Regions from separate parts of the Zea mays genome. Here regions 1 and 2 are each linked to region 3. A link is a contact called in public Hi-C data. All regions are on one chromosome and are shown on one strand. The core of a region is the stretch at or near the end of the contact, and the rest is flanking DNA. Distances in the headings are between cores, read along the strand shown. Region 1 holds the start of LOC100272499. Region 2 holds the start of LOC100381431 (alpha/beta-Hydrolases superfamily protein). Region 3 holds the start of LOC100278545.

Region 1 (4,548 bases), core at 391-2,890, 140 kb before region 3:
CATCTTCAGAAGAAACTAAGGGCCTTGCAGAATCATGGACACAAACTAGTTCCGAATCCCCATCAATTTCCTGCAAACAAACAACACACAGGATCTCTACGATATTTATGCACAGGAGCATATGGAGCAATACATACAATTGATTTGCCACTGACCTGAAGTCCATTAAAAACGGAGTCCTGTCTCTCTTTTCCCGGGCGTGCAAATTTAAGAGGTAGTTGCAAGTTCTTAATAGAACCTATGGAGACGGATAATAATTTAAGACAACTCACGCATAGCCACCAATCTATCATGGTTTCAATATCGTCACAGAAGCTGTCTAATACATCAAATAAAATGAGTGCAAAATATTGCTACCTTCAAATACATCAATGTAGTCTGGATCACACACCACCACGACTTCTTTGACTTCCTTCAGTTGACAGAATGTTTTTAAACTGCACACAGAATGTAAGCATGCCTGTGCCTACATAACCTTGCTGACTTGATGAGTTCGAAATCTTTTATGCTAGAGAGAGTAACCTGTGCAATGCAATTGGTAGTCCCAGTAGAGGTAGATACTGCTTTGGCATACTTGCCTGTTAAAAAAAGATGGGCAAAATTTAGACAGCGATCATGCATTGGAAGGACACTATGTTCGCAGGTAACCAATGCAGATATTTTTACAGTGCCCAGTAAAACATTTCATTGCAATTCGTCGACATTGATAGCAACAATAATAACATTTTCTTTCTTAACTCAATACATTTGTTTAATAGAGTGCACAACCTCGACGCATTATGTTTCTTGCAACTTTAAAGTAGTGTTGTTAAAAGGCCCCATTATCAGTGACTTGAAGAACTGAAAAGTTATGATGACCTTATTGTCCCCAAAATGGTCAAACTGGTGACCCTAACCCAAACCAACGCACAATAACTAAGAATGTCCTTGCACTGTTGCGACAAAAAAAAAATGAACACAAGTTTGAAGCAGAAAAGACATGATACCCATACCCCCATTCTCTTTCCCTGGCCTCCAGACAACAGGATCACCGAGACGCTCCTCTCCTTCACAGCGTCGACAGCGACACCCTGGCGAAAAAAGCTTCATGTCAGTCAGTGGCTCCCCTCTTAGTCAACAGCGCACGAGCCCCGCGGCTACGGATAGCCACCGCACCTGCTCGCCGTCGGCTAGGGAAGTGTGGATTGCCCGATTCGAACGCCTTGTGTGCCGCCTAAGAGCAACCCCGTAGCTTCCACCTGACCACAAGCCGCAGCAAGATGAAGGTCTCTCTCAGTGTAGCAGCATCTACGAGCAATCCAATCGGAATTCGCTGCGATTTTTTCACACAGATGGCTGCGAGTGGCCCGGCATTTGGACGGAGCGAACTCCTAAACAAACGGAGGAAGTGGCTAAATCAATCGTTACCCATCCGAAGGCGGCGGGAGGCTGGAACTGGAAGCACCGCGGGCGCCGGCGGTGGCTTCGCGGCAGGAGTGAGGCGCACGTGGAGACGGAGGCAGAGGTGGAGCTCCATCTCGGAGGCGCTGACCGCTGCGAACGCGAGGCCGAGGGGAGGGATGGTGACGATGGTCTGAGAAGCGAGAAAGGGTGGACGTCTGGACGCCCGGCCGGAATGGACGCGGAGACTGCAGTATCGCCTCGCCTGTGTGCTACGCAGTCTGGTCAATCCACGCCGTCCACATTTCCCGTCACATGGCTCTACTCTCAAGTATGTGCTCCGTAGAATGTAGGAATATTCACTATCTCTGAATAAACAAATTTTTGGAGTTGTTTCTAAATTTTCGGTCAAGTTTGTAGAAATATCCTTCAAATTTTATTACATCAAATTGATATTATCATATACTTTTTTCGTTACAAAATAAAATTCGTTTTAATATTATAGTAGATTCATATAATACCATACTTAAAGTATGTGTTCTATATATATCTCTATATTTATTATTATCTAGTTGAATATAGACAAAAATTTAGAGCTAAAACGATTATAATTTTGGAACGAAGGGGAGTATATCATAGAATATATCTTTTATAGTATACTTATTTTATACTATAGTCAAATTTAAGACAACTTGCACGGACTTCGAATTCTGGGAATTGATTTATTTGGGGACAGAATAAATATATGTTACGTATAGCTATATAGTTAGAAACAATCTATAACTTTAAACTGATGTAACAACTGGTTAAACAAATAGTTTAGAAAAGCCGAATGAAGTATTTTTGTTAGGGTTATTTGAATCCATATTATTATATTTTTGAACTTATGAGATATACATACCATTACTATTCGTTATTATATTATGGTCGAATTTCTTTCCACTTGTGACGGAATTCGGCGAGGTCCACGTTGGCGCTCTCCGTGGGTCGTCAAAAGCATGGTGCCAATGGTAAGAAGATGCACCCGCATTCAAACGTAAAAAAAATGCATCCAGCGTCATCATCAAAACCTGACTGACTGAGAAGAACCGTTTTGTTGTGAAACTGTTACAAAATATTGTCCTGTGATCAACTGGCAGTTTATCCCAAGGGACACACCCCTTGGGAGACTTTATATTCCCTGTATAAATACATGACACTCTGCAATAAAGACAACGGTTCTGTCATTTTGTCTCTCTCTCAATCTCGTTACCACTGAGTAGACTATAACAGAAACTTCGGCGTACTTTCCTCAGCATGCATGTAAGAAACACAAATACACTAATCAGTACCGACACACACTGATCAGTAACGGTGGGGCTCACTCATCTGACAAACACAAATACACAACAATAACTTCTTCTTTTTTTTGTAAAAAAGAGCATACACAATAACACAGCAGTGGATACCATACTACAGGTCCACACCAGCACGCCATATCAACAGAAAGAAGGCTTGCAGTTATTACCGATCATGTATGTACAAGGTTTGAAGGAGCTATGGACGACATCAGTGATTGACTCTTCACTGATAAACTGGAACTTGCTAAGAGCATCTCCCGCAGCTGCTGGTGATGCTCTAACGGGGTCTAGAAGCCAAGGAGATGAACACTCAAGTGCCACAAGTCGGCCAAGTGGCGGGTAAAAAACGTAGCAACTCCAAAGACTTCCAAACAAGAAGCCCCGCAGCCGACCAACACGGAAGGGAAACAGGTTACATCAGGAATGGCTACACCAAATCTGATACCGCAGCAAACATAAATACAAGCTCTAGTCTCTGCAGTTAGAAGTTTGAAGTCACCCTCGTTGAGCCCTTTACTCGCGAGTCGCGAACCAGCGCACCACTTATCCACTGCATGTTTTATTACATGTTCAGGCATTCTTCCTGTTTATATGCCCATAATTTCAAACACAAAAACGATCAGAAACTAGAAGTGCACCCTACAACGCATAGACACGAAAGAGATGGAACTTACAAATCGTAAAACTCTTCCTCTTCCTGGAATTTGGCAAGCTTCAGATCAAAGGTTCACGCCTAGTGCTAGGCACCAACATATGTTAGTTCAGCTCCTAAGAACTTAGCCATCCCGTCTCGTTAGAAAAGTTGGTCTTACAAACATGAGATTGGTATCATCTCATCGATACTAAACTGAAACAGTACATTCATTGTGGTTTTGCTGCACATAATCGAGCCTTGCCAGGGTTGAGCAGAGATTCTGACATTATCCAACCCTGAAACACAAAACACAATGTGGTTGGTTGTCACTGTCAGAACTAACATATATAATGGACATGTGCATTTATCATGAAGACGGGGAGTTTTTACCTGTTCCCTAGCTTTCTTCTTGAATGTTCCATATGATGAGGAAACTATTTTGCAAGATTCAGCGATGTGTGCCAGGAAATCCATGTTTCTAGAGTACAGATACTCTGATCGGTCAGGGTTTGCCTGCTTCTGCTTCTGCTTCAGTCTCCGAGCATGTGATGCATTAATAAAATGCAATAGCACATGAGCCTGTACAGCAGAAACACATTGAGCATATGGGTAAAAAAACCAAAACACATATACCAATTACATCGCACTGAGAAACAAATGCTTACATGGAAAGCAGCTTTAATAATGTCGTCTGATTTTGCCTGGTCCTTGAGCAAAGCATATACTTTATCCTTTGTTGGGTTATATGTTACCATGTATCTCTCGTCCTATAATTAAGATACCAGATGTTCATACCAAAAGCAGAGGTTGTATGGCAAGAAATGAAGCTGGTGTCCAGAGTAGTTTCTGGAGAAATTACTGCACATATATGAAAGCAGAGTAGTTTCTGGATTTGTTTTTTAATTGCTGGTGTCCAGAGAGGACATACCTCAAACAGAGGTCGTATGGCAAGAAATGAAGCTGGCTCTTGAAATGCTTCTCCAAACCTTGAACCTGAAATACAGTTGAAATAGAATATGAAAATTGTCACCAATATCTCAAGGAACACAATTTGAATAACACTTGCACTTGCACAAACCTATTGCGACTGGCTCATGCCGCCAAGGTGGATTAAATATCGTCTCCTGTGAGTTTCCTTCCTTCAAGGAGGGAATGTGACCTGTGTCACATAAAACTAAAGATTCAAGAACTGGA
Region 2 (4,936 bases), core at 828-3,327, 200 kb after region 3:
AAATGCATAAAGCTAGATTTGCAATAAGATGAATATGCAGATATTGTGCAAGCACGTTGGACACAGATAGAGTTCATTTTCAAACAAGCTACACTTCTAGTTCTATTGATAAAAATGAAGATTGAAAAGAATGAGAAGCCAAAGAGCGAAGACATAAATAGCTGACGCAAAAAGCTACAAACCAGCTTTAGAACATCAAGAGCAGTTGAGGCAACAGTGTGTGGTCCACTCTTCTTAATTGATGTTGAGTCGCCATGGCAGCGCAAATCAACCAAGAGGAACTTCATAAAGAGAAACCATAAATGTCAATCATTTTTCATATATGATATGCATTGTAGAGTAATTCAGGCCACCATCAGAATGATAGATATAATGACCTGCCACATTGGGAATTCCTGAGCCAATCTCTTCGCAAAAGATCCTTCACAGACAATTTGTTTGTTACTTTGTTAGTCATGTGGTTCACAACCAAAATATAAAAAAATCAAGTATGTTACTCAACTTCAAACCTATAACAAAATACAAAATGGGCCAATACAAATATTAAGACAAATTACAGACACATTGAGGACTCCTCATTTACCCCAGTTTTTCCTGCTCCCAAGGATGCCATGAAGAAGAACAGCTGTTGGTGGATCAGGTATTGATTTGTCCATAAATGAATTCCACTGAACCTGAAGTTAAAGTGTTGAATTTGATTTATGTCGATTGGACAAAAAAATCAAAATCAAGCTAGTTTTACAACTAATGACAGATAATTTGCGTGAATGCAAAACTTACAAGATTCCCTTGAACCAGTTCATAGGCCTGCAGATGAATACAAAACATTTGTCAGGACAAGGGAAGAGGACTCATCCCGTACAAAAAATAGTATCAAAGCTTCCATACCAGAACTCCAGCATGCTTGTCGACTTCAGGCTGGTAAGCAATTCTTGTGTCGGCCAAAGCCATTTGAGCACAATTGCATGGAGGACATAGCAAAGAACTTGAATTCAGACTAGACGATGTCAGCAGGCAATGGTTATGAACATTCCCCTGAAACCAAAAGGTACAATCCCAGCAAGATGTTGAGATTTCTGCTGATGATACATAAAACAAACGGATTTGGACAGCTGCACTAGCAGATGCCATCAAGCAGGCAAGCTAATATTCAATTAATGTGATCTTCAATGTTGTAATCTCTTCATAACAACCCTAGTTTAAGTTCCAGATCTCCCTCCGATTGCTTTTTTGTTCTCTGTTTTTAATACTAAAAGTAGCAAGACAGAAAAATAGTAGAACTAGTAAATATGAATAAACGTGGGACCTGAAATATTTAGTTATAGTCAAAGTAAGAAATGATTTGCTGCTTAGATCCCTCCTTACAACTAAATAAACTACAGTGATTACTAGTACAGCAAACACATAAATTTGCGACAGAAGAAACTAATGACTAGTCACTATCACTAGTACAGCCATAGAAGCAATTTAATTATTTGTGAGTCCATGATTATCAGTTCAATTACCCCAAAATTTCCTTCATTATAGTGCCTCTAGGTGACAAATATAAGATTTGAGGACAGTCATAGCGACTAATGAAATCGAGGCAATCCATGCTATCAAATAAAAAAACAGCTGCCAAAATGAAAGAAACACATCAACAAACAGTTTGTTTGCTTGAATAGCAATAGGATTGTACAGCGAAGCGACCCAATTGCATCTGCATTAGGCCGATAGCTAATCCAACACCCGCCACCTCACACCTTCAAAATTGCACCAAAACCTCGCGTTTAGCTCGAAACCAGCAACGCGAGGCGGTAGCACCCATAACCCCGCCAGGCACTAGCTCCTACAGCATCGACCACGACGACTAAACGGAACGCAGAATGATTCTGGGCATCCGGAGCGAACGCAGAGCCGTACCTCGCGAGGCCGCGCCGCGCGAACCCTAGCCCCGGGTCGCGGCGCGGATAGGATCACGGCACCGAAAGGGACTCTTCTCGACGGCGCGTAGAGTGCGCGCGGCGGCGGTGGCGCGCGTGCCGCCGCCGACATCAGATCACCGGGGAGCGGGGTCAGCAACGGGTCGGGGGCACGCGCCGAGGCCGAGACGAGCCAAACTGGTGCTTGTTTTCCTTGCAATAAAAAATGGTCAGTTTTTTTGTCGGTTTTGTGGTGGGGAGCGGGCGGAAAAAAGGTGGAGGCGGAGAACCCAAAGCACTAGAGGCTGGCGCGCGGGGCCATGGAGTACTGTCAGGTGGGGTCATATACGGGAAAAGTCCGCCTGGCGGCGGTGTGTGGTCGGTGGGCGGCTGGGCTGGGAGACTGGGACCCACCAGTCGAGTGGCTGTGGCTCCAGTTGGTCCTCCCGTACGTCAGTCGTCAGCCTTCAGTGCGTGGTGGGGACGTGGCGACCGGACGTAGCGCTGTGCCAACCATCAACCATGTGTCCATGTGGGAGGTATGTGCTGGAGCGAGCGATCACGCATTTTAAACCTTCCAGCTATATCGATTGTCACATTAGCTATATGGCATTCACCCCAACAAAGCAGAAAAAATTAACACTCCTCTACTTATTCTAAAAGTATATGTGTTATATATATTGCACAAAATAGGAAGCAGCACAATATATCTCTTAATCCTTAAGCCGTCTCCAACACATTGCGTTGTACATTGTACTATTCACAAAGTAAAATTTAAAATAAAAAATATGATAGAAATCAGGATAGTTAAACTGCTGGAGACACCATTATATGTTGGCTACAACATGTTAATGGGCCTTACATAGTAGCCATAGGCTAAGGGCTCAAGGCATAGCAGGCTGCTAATGTGTTAGGGATGGTAACGGACACATTTTACTCGCATGCATGTAGGTGAAAATCTTGTAGGATGTGAGGTTAGGTGTAGATTTATACCCACAAACACGAGTGTGGAACTGTGGATTGATTCTTAACTCGACTGTTTTTTTCTCGTGGGTACGAAAAATTGGACATGTGCCTGTAAACCTATGTACCCGCATTATATGTGTGTGTGCACGCGCATGTGAAATATATGTATAATTATGTACTCACAGGTAGAGGGTGTGGGATGTATAGTGTACCCATCGCAGATAAGTATTTACCACATGGTACATGTTTATAATTCCTATACATGTGAGTTTCATGCTTGTTGCCGTCCCTAGCCTATGTAGTCAATACACACAAGAAGCAACTGCAAATCAACCTTGTATTGCTAGCATGCGGAAAAGGCGTACGACGCCTTCAGTCTTCTCGAATCCCTTTCCGAACCCTATTGCATTGCACCTAAGGGTTTATAATTATGTTTTTAATGTTCACAATTTCATTTTTACCAAGTTTGACTTTTTATTTTTAGATTTGGAAACGAATCGGTAAAAATAACCGAGATTCACTGAATCCCGTTCCAAATTGTAAACCTTGTGATGCCACGACAATGGAAAGGGTTGTTGCCTATAATTCAGCCATCCAGGCGCATAACATCTTGCCTGCAGATTATAGACACCCTCTCGGCCTCTTTGAACAAGTAATTAGATCTTTACTTTGTTTAGTATTTTTTTCATTCCTTTTTGCTACAGTTTGTATGTACTAAATCACGTTGCTTTTTCTTATTAATTTCCTTTTGTTTGGGTTTCTGTTATAAGGTAGCTAGCGAGTGTTTTAAATAAATCTAAAAAAATACTACCTCTATTTCTCTTTATTTGACACTATATAGTTCAAATATACACTAACAAATCTCAAATAAAAAATCGAAAGGACTATTTATTTTTGTAGGGTAATCATAAAACCAAAAAAATACTACAATTGATTCTTGGTACAAGAAGAAATATGTTATGGCAAATGCACCTGATGATCATGGACTAAATGAATTAAATGCACCAGACGAGCACCATATGAGTGAGGAGTACCAGACGAGTTATGGAATGAATGGAGGAGCACCATTTGGAGCATCATATGGAGGGGTACCATACGATTCATATAGAGGAGCGTCATATAGATACCCATACATGTATGGAGGAGCATATGGATAAGTGAGAAGGAAGAGCGTCTATGGCGGGAGGAACATTATTGATATGGTCTTCATTAGGAGGAGGAGCATACACTGATGATCTGTAGGGATATAGAGGAAGAGGATACTGATAGAGGTTGCGGACTCAGGGAACAAGGATGAGCAGAAACATCCTCCCAACAATGATATATGGAAGAAGGGTCATCGAAGAAGACTTACCCTACACCGACAAGGGTCTCAAGATGTTGTGGAGTTTGTGCCTGTAGCAAGTCGCTGAAAGTTTTAAAGTTTGAACTCCATATTAGATCCATATTAAAATAGTGTGGATGTTTTACAAATAAGATAAGTGAATTAGAGGGTGATGTATGTAAATGAAATCAAACACTCCTCTCTATTTACAGAAAGGGTCTAGAGTTTTTCTTTGTTTTTGAACTTCAAACGGTCGAAATTTTGTGAACCAATTAGGAGATGACATGTGACAACGTGTGGTTAGTACACAGTATAAAGTACTAATTAGTCGGGATCGATATCAACTAATTCTCCAATACATGGATCGGTGCAGCCATATACAGGCCGGTTCAGCTCTGACACAGTTGGTACGAAACGGACCGATCGGTTGACAAGTACACAATCCTGTTAGTATGCAAGTCCACCACGGTTGGTAAGTACATGTCACACCCGGGCTTTAAGGAACAAAGCCGGGTGCATCTCATACATGCGCCAAGAAGACAACATATACAATAACAGAGTGTATAGAGATAAATGTCATAAAACATCAGAGTATTTATTACATAGCGGAAGACTTATTACAAAGTAAAGGAATAAATGTAAAACGAACTAAGGATCGTCGGCGCCAATGTCAACTGAGAAACGCCACCTAGATTAGATCATACTCCTCGCCTTGTGGCTCCTCCTGAACCACCTGTTCTTCTCC
Region 3 (4,919 bases), core at 1,341-3,840:
CCCTGCCCTGCGACACACTCATGGCCTATCGAGAATAAGACTGAGTGTGCAGACCGCTTGACGGGCACAACAAGACAAGTCGCACCAAGCCCGATGATATGGAGGCCAGGGGTCGGCGTAGCTCGAATGATGGCACTTGGGCCCCACGCTGCCCACGCCATCTGCTATAAAGAATACGAGACAACCAGGAAATCTTGGGGCCCACGGGCACGTGTGGCTTCACCCCGTGGTAGAACGCTCGATTTTACCATCATCTGACGACTCCTTGAGGAAGCCACCGTCGGCCGACCCCCACCTTAGCCTATAAAAGGAGGTGGTCAGTCCCTAGACGGACCCCTAGATGCGAAGACGACGTACCGACGAAGGAAGAAGGACGCACCAACGAGGACCTAGAGGCTAGAGCCCCCCCGCCAAGCCAAGACTTAGTTAGGACTCCACTCTGTAGCCCTTAGTGTAACCACCTCCACAACAAGAGACTTGGGAGCCTCTCCTCCCTCTCTCACCCGCTTGTAACCCCTACTACGAGCATTGATCAGCAGTGTTGTCGGTAGCACAAGCCGTTGAAGACTGGATGTAGGGACGTTCTGCCCGAACCGGTATAAATCTTATACCCACCGCGCACACCGTTCGGAGCCCAGAACATGCACACAAATTTACTTGTCGGAGCGAGGTTCAAAACACTAACAATTTTAGTCTATATTGATGACTTGAATATCATAGGATACACAAAGTATATTAGGGAGGCTAGCATATACCTCAAGGTAGGGTTTGAAATGAAAGGCTTAGGGAAAACCAAGTTTTTCTTGTACTTATAAATCGAGCATTTTTTTGAAGGAATATTTCTATAGTAGTTGACCTATAGTATGAATTTCATTGAAAGCTATAATACTACAAAGCTCACCCTTTAAAGATTGATGGTCATAAGATACCTTGAAAGGGATCTTGACTCGTTTAGACCAAAGTGCGATGATGAGAAATCATTGGGACCTAAAGTTCTTTACCTTAGGGCCATTTGAGTACTGATGTATCTTGTGATTTGCACTAGGTATAATATCACATTTGAGTGAGTTTGCTAGCTAGACAAAGTGCAAACCCAATCATAAGACATTGGGCATATATTAAGACTATACTATAATACCTCAAAGACACTCAAGATCTTGGACTATTTTTTGTAGAATTTGGGTTAAACTTTGATGGGCTATAGAGATGTTGAATATCTATGAGATCCCCATAATGCTAGATCTCAGTCTGGCTTTGTTTTTTTCTCTATGGTGGTACTGTCGTATCCTAGAGATCGAGCAAATAGACACTAATAGCGACGTCTACTAACATCTTAGAGATAATCATATTGTATGAAATCGCACATGAATGTGCTTGGCTTTGACAAATCAAGATATGTGGTTTTCACACCACAAATACCCCACTACTATCTATGAAATAATATAACATGCGTTGCAAAAATAGAAACATGCTATATTAAGAGTAGTATGACTAATTGTATTCCTCCTAATCTTTTTCTATGCTTACGAACTACAGAATAAGGGTGAGTAAAAATCATGTAAGCCAAGTCTTATAATAACATGACTAATTTATTCACTAAATTCTTGCCTACAGACACCTTCAGAAGATATATTCAAGGTGTAGGGATGGGACATTTGAGAGACTTGCAGGTTCAGAGGGAAGACACCTCTAAATTTTTTAGCCCTTACTATTCGATTATGAAGATAGTAATATATACAACCCTAAATGTTTTAGTTCTTATAAAGATAACCATTGTAGTATTTCCTATCATAAGTTTACATTAAGTTTCTCACATATGGTTTTTAACGAGACAACATGTATACAGTCTAAAAAAACGAGACAACATGTATAATATATAGAGTGGCACTGTATGCTCTTTCCCTATTTTTTCATCAAACTTCTTAGAGTTTTAACCACACATAAGTTAGTCGCGATATTTACTCAGAGGAGTGTTAAGAAACCCCATAAAAATTTACATAGACTAATACCAAACATATCTCTAAAAGAATCTGTTTTCATATAAATAAACTTGTACTCCCTCTATCCCAAATTAAAATTTGCTTTAAAAAATTAATAAAATCATATGATACTTGGTGTATGTGATTTATCATCATCTATTTAACTGTAGATATAAAAATTAAAAACTACGAAGGGAGTCTTAACCAAATCTGAAATATGTGCTCAAAACGGCTGTTACAATCAAACGAGACTGAGTGGCGTAGAAGGCACGTTAGCTTTTTCTAGTGGCGAGGACAGAATTTCGATCTTTTTTTAGTGGCTTACGATGAACTGGCTTTGATTAGAAGAGGCCCGATGGGGCCGGTCATATCCTTTCATCTTGTTTTGTTAGCAGAAGTGGCCAATTGGCGAGTGGGCCTTAGCCCACCATGCGTCGTCTTGCTGTCTCTTCGCGCGCACGGGTTGCGGGTCCATCGGCGCGCAGCCAATTGGGGCACCTTCGGGCTTCGGCCTCTCGTCTCCCGTCCCGTTCCATGGAACGGGCCCCGGAAGCCCGAGATGCGGCCTGAGACTGGGAGTCTCGTCCCGAAAGGTGTCGGGTGTGGAACTTATCCTCTAATTCCCTTCATTCTCTTGCTTTGAAGGGTGGGGGGCTAGGGCGGGCCGCACTGCGCACCGAGCGGGCGCCGGGCGGACGACGAAGCGGCGAGGCAGTGACTGGGGAGAGATGTCGGGCGGCAGGAGGAGGGGGCTTGTGTGGAGCCTCCCCGTGGCGAGGTCGGATGCGCTCGGCAAACTGGGCCCTGCCTTCGGCATCGGCGCTGGCTGCGGCGTGGGTCTTGGCTTCGGCCTCATCGGAGGTGTGTACCCTTCGCCGACGTTTACTCTTCCTGCTCCGAGTGTGGCGGCCATAGACGAGTTCACGGAGCACGATTACCAAACCGGCGAACTGGAGTGCTCTCGATGGTTTTGACGGTTGAGATAGGGATACTTGTTTCCGGGGTTGGAATGTTTAATCCGAGGGCCGTGTAGTTTTTTTTCTGGTTTTCTGTTAGAGTTTCAAGCACCCGAAATTTGGAATTGTTGTGATATACTATCACTTTTCCCCGTGTTGTTGGTGAATATGGAACGGGATTCGAGAAGTAGTTGATTCTTCTTCAGGATCAGTCTAGCCAATCCAAACGACTGACGAACGCGTAGGGGCTCCGGCTCACTGCCAACAAAGGTTCGAAATCCATGCTCATTCTTCTCTTTTGATCGAAGGAGAAATCTACGCTTGTTGTGCGCAGATGCGCCTGTTTTAGATAGGATCGTATCATTGGATTAGGTGACATGGTGGCAGTGGTGGAAATCACTACTATTTCACGGCATATTGCTCTATACATCATTGGAGGGTGAAATCATTGAGTCCAGGATAGATTTTGTAATTGATCAATGTATCAGGGAGTACTGTTCATCAATATGCTAGCAAGATGCAGGTTGCATAATCTGTGTGTACCCACGACTGCAGGCTGCAGCTGCAGCTGTGGCCTCTTTCAAACATCCTCTCCCATAGCAGAGTGCAGAGCCAGGTGCCCGGCATCATCTTGCCTCTTCGACCATGGTTCTAGTCAGCGTTGGAGCTAGAAATGGTCACAACTCACAAAGGGATCAGGGGTGGTGACTGATGACTTACGTCAAACCAAATACCTCACTAGGTTGCACAACACAGTTGTGTTATTAATATCAAGAAGCCACTAGTGATGAAACATGCATCTAGAAACAAGCCTCAGGTTCCTAGTACATCCCATAGTTGATAATTCACTTCTGGATATCCTTAAGTCTGCAATAACTAGATGATAGCAGCAGCAGCAACAACAACAAAGACTTACAGATCCAAGCAAGTTGGAGTAGGCTACTAGATGACATATAAGCATCTGAATCAAGATTATGGGAGTAATAAAGTGCTTTTAACTTAGAATACTCCTATTTGCTTTTGTGCTCTAAACGAGCTGATGCTTGTATGCAAGCATCACCCCACAATCTCAACAGAGCCTATTCTATACGGTCGAAAGCGTCAAAGCAGGGCGTTGGAGTAGTGTGTGCCCCAGGTTCTGGCCCTGATTCTGGTGGTTATCCTCAATCACCAAACAAGAATCATCTGCCTCCTTACGTGGATCCAGGGGCTTGTGGAAACTAGCTAGTGCCAATGACTTCCTAGAGTGTCATGGCGAACAGAGTAGAGAGTTGTGTGAGTATTCTCGTTGTAGGCATCTCTCTGTGGACCTTAGGAAGTAGATTGAGGATAAAAAGAAAGGAACTTCTTCCACTGGTGCAGATAGGTTCTCAAGCTAAATTGAGACGGAGTATCTCAGAGATCAACAGTTGTTTCCTCCAAGAATACAAAGCTTCCCACCAAACCCAGCTCTCGGCTAATTAAGGGATGTCATGATTGAATTGGGTTTCATAATGTGTTTAGTCATGTGTCCCACTGTTATTCTCAAATCGATCCTATATTAGGAGCAGGGCAGCAAGTGTAGCAGGAACAGCAGAATGCATGTTAGCCTCTTCTCACTTTTAGAATGGCAGAACCCATCTTAGTCTGGATGATCTGGCGGCTGACATAATACTGGATCTCCAGTTTTCTTGCTCCGTTCATTTCTCACTTCTGCATATCATTAACAGGTGCAGGCATCGGAGCTGGATTCCCTGGTTTACAATTGGGGTTTGGAGCTGGAGCTGGATGTGGAATAGGAATAGGTTTTGGTTACGGCTTTGGAAAAGGCGTTGCATATGATGAAAGTGGAAGGTATTCGAACATCAGGAGACCGTTCCAGAGCTCCAGAAGCATTGCTTTCGAGTAAGTGACAGATCCGTTTCATGCACTTCGTCTCCCGTTATTTTGATTGCATTCTTTAGCGTTGGGGTGTGTTTTTTTTCCTTGCGAGTGGTTTCAATCA

What was found. Hi-C and Micro-C count contacts between places; a contact is called where the count stands out from the background.
Region 1: a contact with region 3 is called in a Hi-C map of leaf, with 3 times the contacts expected there. The contact joins the promoter of LOC100272499 here to the promoter of LOC100278545 in region 3. A contact is called at or near these places in 2 of 25 Hi-C or Micro-C datasets (ear and leaf).
Region 2: a contact with region 3 is called in a Hi-C map of tassel, with 2.4 times the contacts expected there. The contact joins the promoter of LOC100381431 here to the promoter of LOC100278545 in region 3. A contact is called at or near these places in 3 of 25 Hi-C or Micro-C datasets (ear, endosperm and tassel).

The regions. Positions count from the first base shown.
Region 1 is chr3:174,742,595-174,747,142 of Zm-B73-REFERENCE-NAM-5.0, forward strand. LOC100272499 reads right to left here and starts at 1,641. Exons shown (of 12, transcript NM_001146968.1): 1 at 1,408-1,641; 2 at 1,156-1,238; 3 at 993-1,070; 4 at 523-578; 5 at 358-437; 6 at 156-238; 7 at 1-70. The coding sequence starts at 1,516. It overlaps LOC100277253, which reads right to left. Exons shown (of 13, transcript NM_001150876.2): 9 at 4,433-4,513; 10 at 4,283-4,347; 11 at 4,020-4,121; 12 at 3,745-3,933; 13 at 3,390-3,650. The coding sequence ends at 3,582.
Region 2 is chr3:175,077,967-175,082,902 of Zm-B73-REFERENCE-NAM-5.0, forward strand. It overlaps LOC100381431 (alpha/beta-Hydrolases superfamily protein), which reads right to left and starts at 2,078. Exons shown (of 13, transcript NM_001174272.1): 1 at 1,903-2,078; 2 at 889-1,035; 3 at 781-807; 4 at 584-674; 5 at 378-421; 6 at 183-281. The coding sequence starts at 2,034.
Region 3 is chr3:174,880,765-174,885,683 of Zm-B73-REFERENCE-NAM-5.0, forward strand. LOC100278545 reads left to right here and starts at 2,591. Exons shown (of 3, transcript NM_001151785.2): 1 at 2,591-2,840; 2 at 4,645-4,819. The coding sequence starts at 2,708.